Regions from separate parts of the Pan troglodytes genome. Here region 2 is linked to region 1. Evidence: chromatin contacts called from public HiChIP or PLAC-seq data. All regions are on one chromosome and are shown on one strand. The core of a region is the stretch at or near the end of the contact, and the rest is flanking DNA. Distances in the headings are between cores, read along the strand shown.

The links. HiChIP or PLAC-seq counts read pairs in DNA pulled down with a chosen protein or histone mark.
Region 2: a contact with region 1 is called in an H3K4me3 HiChIP or PLAC-seq map of stem cell-derived excitatory neurons, with 3 times the contacts expected there. The contact joins the promoter of CDCA8 here to the promoter of MTF1 in region 1. A contact is called at or near these places in 1 of 7 Hi-C or Micro-C datasets (stem cell-derived neural progenitor cells) and 1 of 1 datasets of contacts at active chromatin or transcription factors (stem cell-derived excitatory neurons).

Annotation. Positions count from the first base shown.
Region 1 is chr1:193,131,013-193,135,701 of NHGRI_mPanTro3-v2.0_pri, forward strand. MTF1 (metal regulatory transcription factor 1) reads left to right here and starts at 1,621. Exons shown (of 10, transcript NM_001280131.1): 1 at 1,621-2,006. The coding sequence starts at 1,674.
Region 2 is chr1:193,296,776-193,301,149 of NHGRI_mPanTro3-v2.0_pri, forward strand. It overlaps CDCA8 (cell division cycle associated 8), which reads right to left and starts at 2,154. Exons shown (of 10, transcript NM_001246430.1): 1 at 1,927-2,154; 2 at 1,678-1,806. The coding sequence starts at 2,020. AIRIM (AFG2 interacting ribosome maturation factor) reads left to right here and starts at 1,894. Exons shown (of 6, transcript XM_063803468.1): 1 at 1,894-4,138; 2 at 4,272-4,374. The coding sequence starts at 4,073.

The DNA.
Region 1 (4,689 bases), core at 371-2,870:
CTTTTCCCAGCCTCCTCTCAAGGGGGCTCTGTTCGCACTCCTCGTTGGCTACCCTCAAACCTCCTGGTCTTGTTTGTTCCGGACAGTTGGTCTCCGCGTTGCCGCCGAGGGTGCCGGGGCAGCCCACTGGGGCCCTCGGTGCTCTTCTCTCTCTGCTCAGATGCAGCGAAATGTACATCTGTGGGGTTGCGTAAGCCAGAGCTAGGGGTCGGGCCGGTACCTCCTGGATCCAATCCTTTGGCCTGTCTCTGGTAACTGTCTAGCCATCCCACTAAGTAAAGGCTCACTTTCTAACCCAGAGCAGAAGAGAAAGATAAAGCGCAAAGCCAGACTGAAAACTAAAAGGGATGTGCTGATTATTTTAAAATTCTCTGTTCTGCCTGCCAAACCCACATTTGTAGAGCCTGTGTTTGCAGATGAAGGAAGAATCACTATTCCAGAACATGAAAGCTTCAAATGTGGTATTTTTCTCAAGAGAATGTATCTTCCCAAGATAGTATATCTTCGCGAGAGAGTATGTAGCCATGTCTTTCATTCATTTAGCTGACATTTCCTGAACTCTTATCATAGTATCAGTGTACTATGCTAGGAGCTGTAGAAACAAAAATAATAAGACTCAATTGATTCAGGGACGAGAGCCCACCACAGACCCATAACTTCTTGTTGACACCATATTGTTTTAGGACATAAATAGATACAGTGATCTTCGTTGTTTGTGCCTGATTGAGGAATAGCCCTTCCACCCAGAAGGTTGAAACATCTGTTCTAGGTAGGGGGGAAGGAATTCATACTTGTTCCTCTACTATTTACCAAACATTGTGTTTTACATATGTTGCCTCTTTTATTTCTTATAAAAACTTTGAGAGAACAGGAATTACTGGTCCCACCTTGCACGTAAGAAAAATGAGGCACAGAAAAGTTACCCATGTAGTAAAAGGCAAAGACAGGATTTGTAGGTAGATGACTCTGCCTCCAAAGCCTTGCTCCTTCTCATAAACTGCATGAAACCATTTACTGCCTCGTGGTCTGATTTGGAGGATATTTGAGTGGATGGAGTTTCCCTTAAGATTTGTAGCAAGTCAGCCTTTCAGCAGCTGCTGTTCTGTTTGCTCTTTTGTCCCCTTTAAATTTTTGACCAAGTTTCAAATTGTTTGACAGGCGTATTCAGAAGGTCTTATGAACTTATTCAGTTTTTGAAAAGCATTGCTTTTCTTTCTTTTTCTTTTTCTTTTTTTTTTTATTAGAGATGGGGGTCTCACTATGTTGACCAGGCTGATCTCAAACTCCTGGCCTCAAGCGATCCTCCCATCTCAGCCTCCCAAAGTGTTGGGATTACAGGCGTGAGCCACCACGCCCAGTCAGCATTGCTTTTCTTTAAAAATGACTTGATGGTTTTAAAGTTAAAATAAAAAAAAATTATTCCCAAGGATGGTTTTTCATTTGCTTTGGCTTGCTCTTTAAATGAGAGGGAAAATGAGCCTTGTGGTTGCTGAGGAGGTCCGTGGGTCTTGTGGTATGACTCTAACTCTGGCTTTGTTCTGTTGCAGACAAGTCATTACGTTTTCATTTCTCACAATTGGGCTGAGCACAACTGAACCATGGGGGAACACAGTCCAGACAACAACATCATCTACTTTGAGGCAGAGGAAGATGAGCTGACCCCCGATGATAAAATGCTCAGGTTTGTGGATAAAAACGGACTGGTGCCTTCCTCATCTGGAACTGTTTATGATAGGACCACTGTTCTTATTGAGCAGGACCCTGGCACTTTGGAGGATGAAGATGACGACGGACAGTGCGGAGAACACTTGCCTTTTCTAGTAGGGGGTGAAGAGGGCTTTCACCTGATAGATCATGAAGCAATGTCCCAGGGTTATGTGCAGCACATTATCTCACCAGATCAGATTCATTTGACAATAAACCCTGGTTCCACACCCATGCCAAGAAATATTGAAGGTGCAACCCTCACTCTGCAGTCGGAATGTCCGGAAACAAAACGTAAAGAAGTAAGTAAAGCAGTCAGTGAGGGCCTAGTTTGGTTTTGGGGCAAGTCCTTACAAAATTCTTGGTGCAAATTTTAGCTGGGGAGTAAAGGAGTGCATGGGGTTAGGACTTAAGTAGTTTTGCTATCAACAACATATGCCTCAGGTTTTGTTGTGATTGCTTCTGGAACTTTTGGTTTGTATAGCCACATTGAAATTTGGGAATTGGGAATATCAAATTGTAATTTCTCGAATTTCCTTCCCCAAATCATAAATAAAACAGAAATTTCACTTAAGTAGACCCATGTTTCTGGTGCTAAAATAACTATTTAGCTTATCTACAGGGAAATAACTGGAGTTTGCTTATTTGATAAAGAAGTAACTATATTTGGCTTATCTCCTGGTTGTGTTTAAATGATTTGTTTTGGAGATGAGTATCTGCTGGAATATGTTTTATTATCTTAGTGAATGTTTAATGAACTTTTATTTCACAGTGGCACACGCCTGTAATCCCAGCACTTTGGGAGGCTGAGGTGGGTGGATCATTTGAGGTCAGGAGTTCGAGAGCAGCCTGGCCAACATGGTGAAACCCTGTCTCTGCTAAAAATACAAAAATTAGCCAGGCTTGGTGGCACATGGCTGTAATCCCAGCTACTCAGGAGGCTGAGGCAGGAGAATCACTTGGACCCGGGAGGCAGAGGTTGCAGTGAGCCGAGATCATGCCACTGTACTCCAGCCTGGGCGATAGAGTGAGACTCCATCTAAAAAAAAAAAAAAAAAAAGAAAGAAAGAAAGAAAGAAAGAAAGAAATTCAGGCTGGGCACAGTGGCTCATGCCTGTAATCCCAACACTTTCTGTAATCCCAGCACTTTGGGAGTCCGAGGCAGGTGGATCACCTGAGGTTAAGAGCACCCTGGCCAACATGGTGAAACTCCATCTGTACTAAAAATAGAAAAATTAGCCAGGCATAGTGGCGGGTGCCTGTAATCCCAGCTATTTGGGAAGCTGAGGCAGGGGAATTACTTGAATCTGGGAGGTGGAGGTGGCAGTGAGCCAAGATCGTGCCACTGCACTCCAGGCTGGATGAGAGAGAGAGACTCAGTCTCAAAAAAAAAAAAAAAAAAAAAAAAAAGGAAATTCAGGCAAGAGACAGTAAATGAGAGCAGGTTATCTAAAATAAGTTTTCATTTTCATGTTTAGCTAATGTGAGTAAGCTAATGCATGTCAGGATGTTTTGAAAACTGTAAAGCATTTTACAAATTATATTAGTGGTTATTATTAGCAAAATAAAAGTTCTGGTTTAAAGGTAGTGATATACATTATCTAGGAACTATTTTTTTTTTTTGAGATGGAGTTTCACTCTTGTTGCCTGAGCTGGAGTGCAGTGGTGTGATCTTGGCTCACTGCAACCTCTGCCTCCTGGGTTCTAGCAATTCTCCTGCCTCAGCCTCCTGAGTAGCTGGGATTACAGGCACGCGCCACCATGCCCAGCTAATTTTTTGAATTTTTAGTAGAAATGAGGTTTCACCATGTTAGCCAGGCTGGTCTCGAACTCTTGACCTCTGGTGATCCACCTGCCTTGGCCTTCCAAAGTGCTGGGATTACAGGCATGAACCACCATGCCCGGCCCACCCAGGAACTATTACAGGTCAATTAGAAAAAAATAAGTCACTAGTAGTTACAGTACCAAGGACTAAGATGTTACCAAACAGAAATAGGGTGAATGATTTAGCAAGGAATATCTTTTTTGCTGTGGTTGAGGTCTTAAAATTGCATATGGCTTATTGATGGCATATCACTTTTCCTTTGCTAGCCTTAGAGAGACCATCTTGTCCCACCTCCTACCCTATGCAGAAATCTCCCTATGGCATCTCTGACATCAGTTAATCTTGTTTCTGCTTGAAGACATCCAGAACAACAAGAGCACAGTGTTTCATACCCCAACCCAATACATTTGTTAGCCAGCTCTGATTGTTAGAAAGCTTTTACTTGTATAGAACCAAAACCTGCCTTTCTGCAGGTGCTGCCCGCTGGTTCTAGATCTGCCTTCCTGAGTAAACTTTCTCCCACAGAACAGTCCATCAGCTATTTGAAGATCATGGATTTTTCATCCTCTTGTACAGGCTAACCACCTCCATTTACTTAAATGTCCCTCTGTGACATTTTCCCCAGTCTCTCATCAGCCTAGTCATCTTTGATTATATGAATTCCAGTTTTCCAAGGTCCTTTTTTTCTTCTTTTTTTGAGATGGAGTTTTGCTGTTGTTGCCCAGGCTGGAGTGCAGTGGCGCGATCCCGGCTCACTGCAACTTCCGCCTCCCAGGTTCAAGCGATTCTCCTGCCTCAGCCTCCCAAGTAGCTGGGATTACGGGCATGCGCTACCACACCCAGCTAATTTTGTATTTTTAGTAGAGACAGGGTTTCTCCATGTTGGTCAGGCTGATCTCGAACTCCTGACCTCAGGGGATATGCCTGCCTTGGCCTCCCAAAGTGCTGGGATTACAGGCATGAGCCACCGCGCCCGGCCCCAAAGTCCTTTTAAAATCTGCAGTTGAGCGCATTCTCATAAGTGTGAGTCAACTAGCACTGAATACAGTATGGCTCTTATCTCTTAATCTGGACACTGTACTACAATTACTATATAGTCTACATTTTATCAGCAACATCTTACTGTTAGTTTATAGTTGGAAATTTCTAGAGTAGTGCTT
Region 2 (4,374 bases), core at 904-3,403, 170 kb after region 1:
TTAATCTTGTCATTTTGAAAAATAGGGATATTATTAGTTATGAAGAAAAATTAGTTAATGTATGTAAAACACTTGGTACAATGCCCATCCGGCATAGAAAGCACAATATGCTCACTGACCACTACTCTATTCTATCTCCTTTGTAGTACCTATACTTTTAATTACATAATTGTATGTGGATTTTTCTAATAGCTCTTTTCTACTAACCTGTATGTTCCTGAAGGCAGAGACAATGTCTGTTTTATTCCCCAGTGCATCTTTAGCACCTAGCACTGTGACTGACACATGCTCAGTATTTGGAGAAATAAGCAAATGAATGGCTTAATATTAATAAATAAAAGGGCAAGTCAAAAGGATCATTCAATGTCTAATATGTGAGCAGACCATGCATTTCTATCCAGGAAGGAGACTACATGCTGGATAGTTAATAATAAGGAAAACAGAAAAGGGCAACCCAGCAGAAAAGTACAGCCTCCTGCATTTCTCTGGACATTTAATAAGGGAGTGCAGAAACAGGCTGAGATTTTTCTCTGGCCAGGAAAACTGATGTGTCTGTTTTTTTTTTTTTTTGAGACGGAGTTTTGCTCTTGTTGCCCAGGCTGGAGTGCAATGGCGCGCTCTCGGCTCACCGCAACCTCTGCCTCCCAGGTTCAAGCGATTGTCCTGCCTCAGCCTCCAGAGTAGCTGGGATTAGAGGTATGCGCCACCACGCCCGGCTAACTTTTTTGTATTTTTAGTAGAGACAGGGTTTCTCCATGTTGGTCAGGCTGGTCTCGAACTCCTGGCCTCAGGTCATCTGCCCGCCTCAGCCTCCCAAAGTGCTGGGATTACAGGCGTGAGCCACCACGCCCAGCCTGATGCGCCCATTTTTAGGTTAGCAATTTCCATAAGCTGCAGAAGGAGCTGCTTCGGGTTATTCTTCTATCTGAGCTCTGGTTAACTAACCATGTCATTTATTCATTCATTTTTAAATGGGTAAAATATACATATGTTTTTAAAAATACTATTTTCTGGCCGGGCGCAGTGGCTGACTCCTGTAATCCCAGCACTTTGGGAGGCCTATGTAGGCGGATCACTTGAGGTCAGGAGTTCGAGACCAGCCTGGCCAACATGGTGAAACCCCGTCTCTACTGAAAATACAAAAATCAGCGGGGCATGGTGGCAGGCGACCGTAATCCCAGCCACTCCAGAGGCTGAGGCAGGAGAATCACTTGAACCCAGAAGGTGGAGGTTGCAGTGAGCAGGGATCGCACCACTGCACTGCACTGCACTCCAGCCTGGGTGACAGAGTGAGACTCTGTTTAAAAAAAATTAAATAAATTTCCTGATGTGTGAAAATTATGTGAAATTCACATTTCAGTGTATCCATAACTAAAATTTTATTGGAATACAGCCCATCCATGCCCATTCACTACAGCTGTTTTGGACCTGTAACAGCAGAGCTGAGTTGTCCGACAGAGACCGCCCCGCCCGCCGCCCCCCAACCCCCCCCCCCATTTTTCATAGAGAAAAATGAAGTAGGGAAGTGAGACAGAGAGTGAAAGGGTCTGCAATTTTCCATAAGTGGTCATGTCAGATCTCATTAAAAGGTGACATCTGAGCGAGCCCTTTCTGAAGGGTGTCACCTAACCCCCAGGGGCTCCCGGCCTCCGCCCAGGGAAGCTCTCCAGCTCTTACCGAAGTAGTCAAGCCAGTTCATCTCGCGCAGAGCCTTGGGGAGCCGCAGGATCTCGATGTTGTAGAGGTTATCCACCTCCTTGAGGAGGTTCTGCCTGTCTGACTCAATTTGCTTGATTCGTATTTCCACTGCGGGAGGGCAGAGCCGACAGGACACGGGTCACGGGCGGGCGAATCTGTGCAGCTCGTGTCCCCACCCGCCAGCATCCCGCGACCGCCCCAGGAGGCCGCGACGGCCTGGCCCCTTACCTTCACGGTCGAAGTCTTTCAGAAAGGAGGCGAGCTTCCGCCTCCGTAAGGAGTTGGTCTTGGCCACCCGACTACTGCCCTTCCTAGGAGCCATGGCGCTCGGCGGAGGCTGCGGGGAGCGGCGGAGATGGGGCAGGGAAGCAAGAAACTGGGTAGGGACGAGGAGGGCGGACGGGGACCACCCGAAGAAGTCGCCAGGCACGTACCTGCGGTCCCGAGACAAGGGCTGAGCAAAACCTCGCTGTGCCAGTGAGAGAGAGCGGCTCTACAGTCAACCGCCACCCAATTCAAACTCCACAGTCACAGGCTGACGAATGAGAAGCCGCCGTCCCACAACATCCAATCACAAGCAAGTTCCTGCCGGCCCAGGGTCTTCCGCCCAATGCGCCCCCTATAGCCTGAGTGCGACAGCGAGGCCGCCGCCGTCGCGGGTACTCCTGGGAGTTGTGGTCCAGGCTTGTTTCCCCGCCCTCCCCACCAACCCACCCGGCTCCGCCCTGGCCGGCTGCAAACTATACAAACTACTACTCCCGGCAGGCCTTGCGGCGGCTCTGCAATACCCCAAGCTCTGGAGGGCTGGGGGCCTACTAGGTCAGGTCGGCTGTAGGATTCCGCTCCAGGGTCGGCGTCTGCTTCTTTCTGGCCTGGCTGCCACTGAGTAGCCAAGGGGCCGCCGTGACCCTCTGACTGATTGACTGGCTGGCTGCCTACGTCGGCGCTCCTCAGGGCCCCAAGCTCCCCAGGCCGAACTTCGGGCAAGTGGCGGGTCGGCAGAGACAGAGCAGCCCCGGCAGGGTTTGACGGAGCAAGGGGGACGGAATGATAGAGGAGCAGGGCAGGGGTGCAGGCTTTGGGGTGGGCGCGCTATCCCGCGGCCAGTCTGGGCAGCGAGTTGGGGGAACCCTATCGTTCCTCGCTCCCCCGCGGGCCGGCCACTCCCGCCCAGTTCGCGTGTTGGCGCCTCGACTGGGTGCGCAGCGCGGGGCTGCGACTTCAGGTGCAAGTAGTGGCGCTTGGCAGCTGGCTACACGGTGACTGCAGCATGAGCCGCGGCCACCAGGCTCCAGGGAGCCCAGGGCAGGAGGCAGCTCTGGGTGTCGTGGCCGTGGGCCTGGGAATGGGCGTGTAGACGGCGAGCCCCGCCGAGCCGCGGTCCTGTCGGAGGTGCTAACTGTGCATCTTGGTATCTGCCCACGGCCACAGGGTTGGATTGCCTAAGAGTTGTGCTGAGACCCAGAAGGCTAGAGGCTAGTTTCGAAGCTGTAGCTCAGGCTGAGTCTCAAGGCGGGCGGCGACTGGACGGCCAGACCGGCGAGCTCTTGACGGGTTTGTGGCCTGATTGTTTGGATTTGGTGCTTTTCACCTGTGGATGCGGTCTGAAGCCATGTCAGAGGGGTTGTGTTTAAGCGTGCATGTTATAGGCTATGGGAGTGATAATCTTGCCTCTCCCCCTCTGAGTTGAGGAACAATCGAAGAAATAAGCAAAGGTGCCAAGCAGGCTCCTGATGGGCACCAGCGAGCTTGGGGACAGAGCAGTCCAAGCATAGAAGCCCTGGCAAGCCTGGACCTTCCTGGAAAGTCCTTTCTCTCTCTTCCACCCTGGTCTGTTGCTCCATATGCAACAAATATTTGAATGTCGCTCTTCCGCCCGAGGTCAGCCCTGGGCAGTGGGTAGTGGGGGTGACACCCCAGTCTGCTGGGTGCCTGAGGATCTCCATCAGTCAGATGGCCAAGATGAGACGGGATGACAACCCGTACCTCATGTAAGCTTTCCCCCTGCAGGTGTTTTTATGCTGCGCAAGTCGGGCTTCCAGCCTCTCGGTTTCAGGGTTTCCTTCACCCTACTCCCCAATGAGCCCGAACTCCCTGGGCACCTGGACGTCCACCTGCATCTTAGCCAGAGCTGCCACGTCAGGAGCCCGTGATTTACTAGTTTTTGCCAGTTGGTTGTGATACACAATGTCAAAAGTGTCATTAAGGCACAACCGGAGGCGCAAGATAAGAGGAAAAGACTCCACAGCTAACAGGACATGCCACCACCGCCACCCAATTTAAACTGCCGCAGGCTGACAAATGAGAAGTCGCCGTGTTTGGACGGTCCCAACATCCAATCCCAAGGAAGCTTCAAGCCGAGTGGCCAATCCACATGTTGGACTACAGTACCCAGAAGTCATTGCGGCACTACGATATATTTTCGCGACTCAGTAGCCAGGCAGGCCCGCGGAGTAGCTTTGTGGGGCGGTCGCGTGTGAGCATGCGCAGAGAGACTGTGGGCGCGTGGTGCAGTCCCTGGAGGGTTCTCACGCTTTGGCTGTCTGGACTTTTAAGTTTTTCCGCTTTTTCAGGAACGCGACCGGCAGCCTCGGGCAGGGGAGACAGGACTGTATGTCAGAGAAGAGACGGCGCTTGGACGCCAGGAATCCTCTGAAGCAGGAGACTGCCCTATCC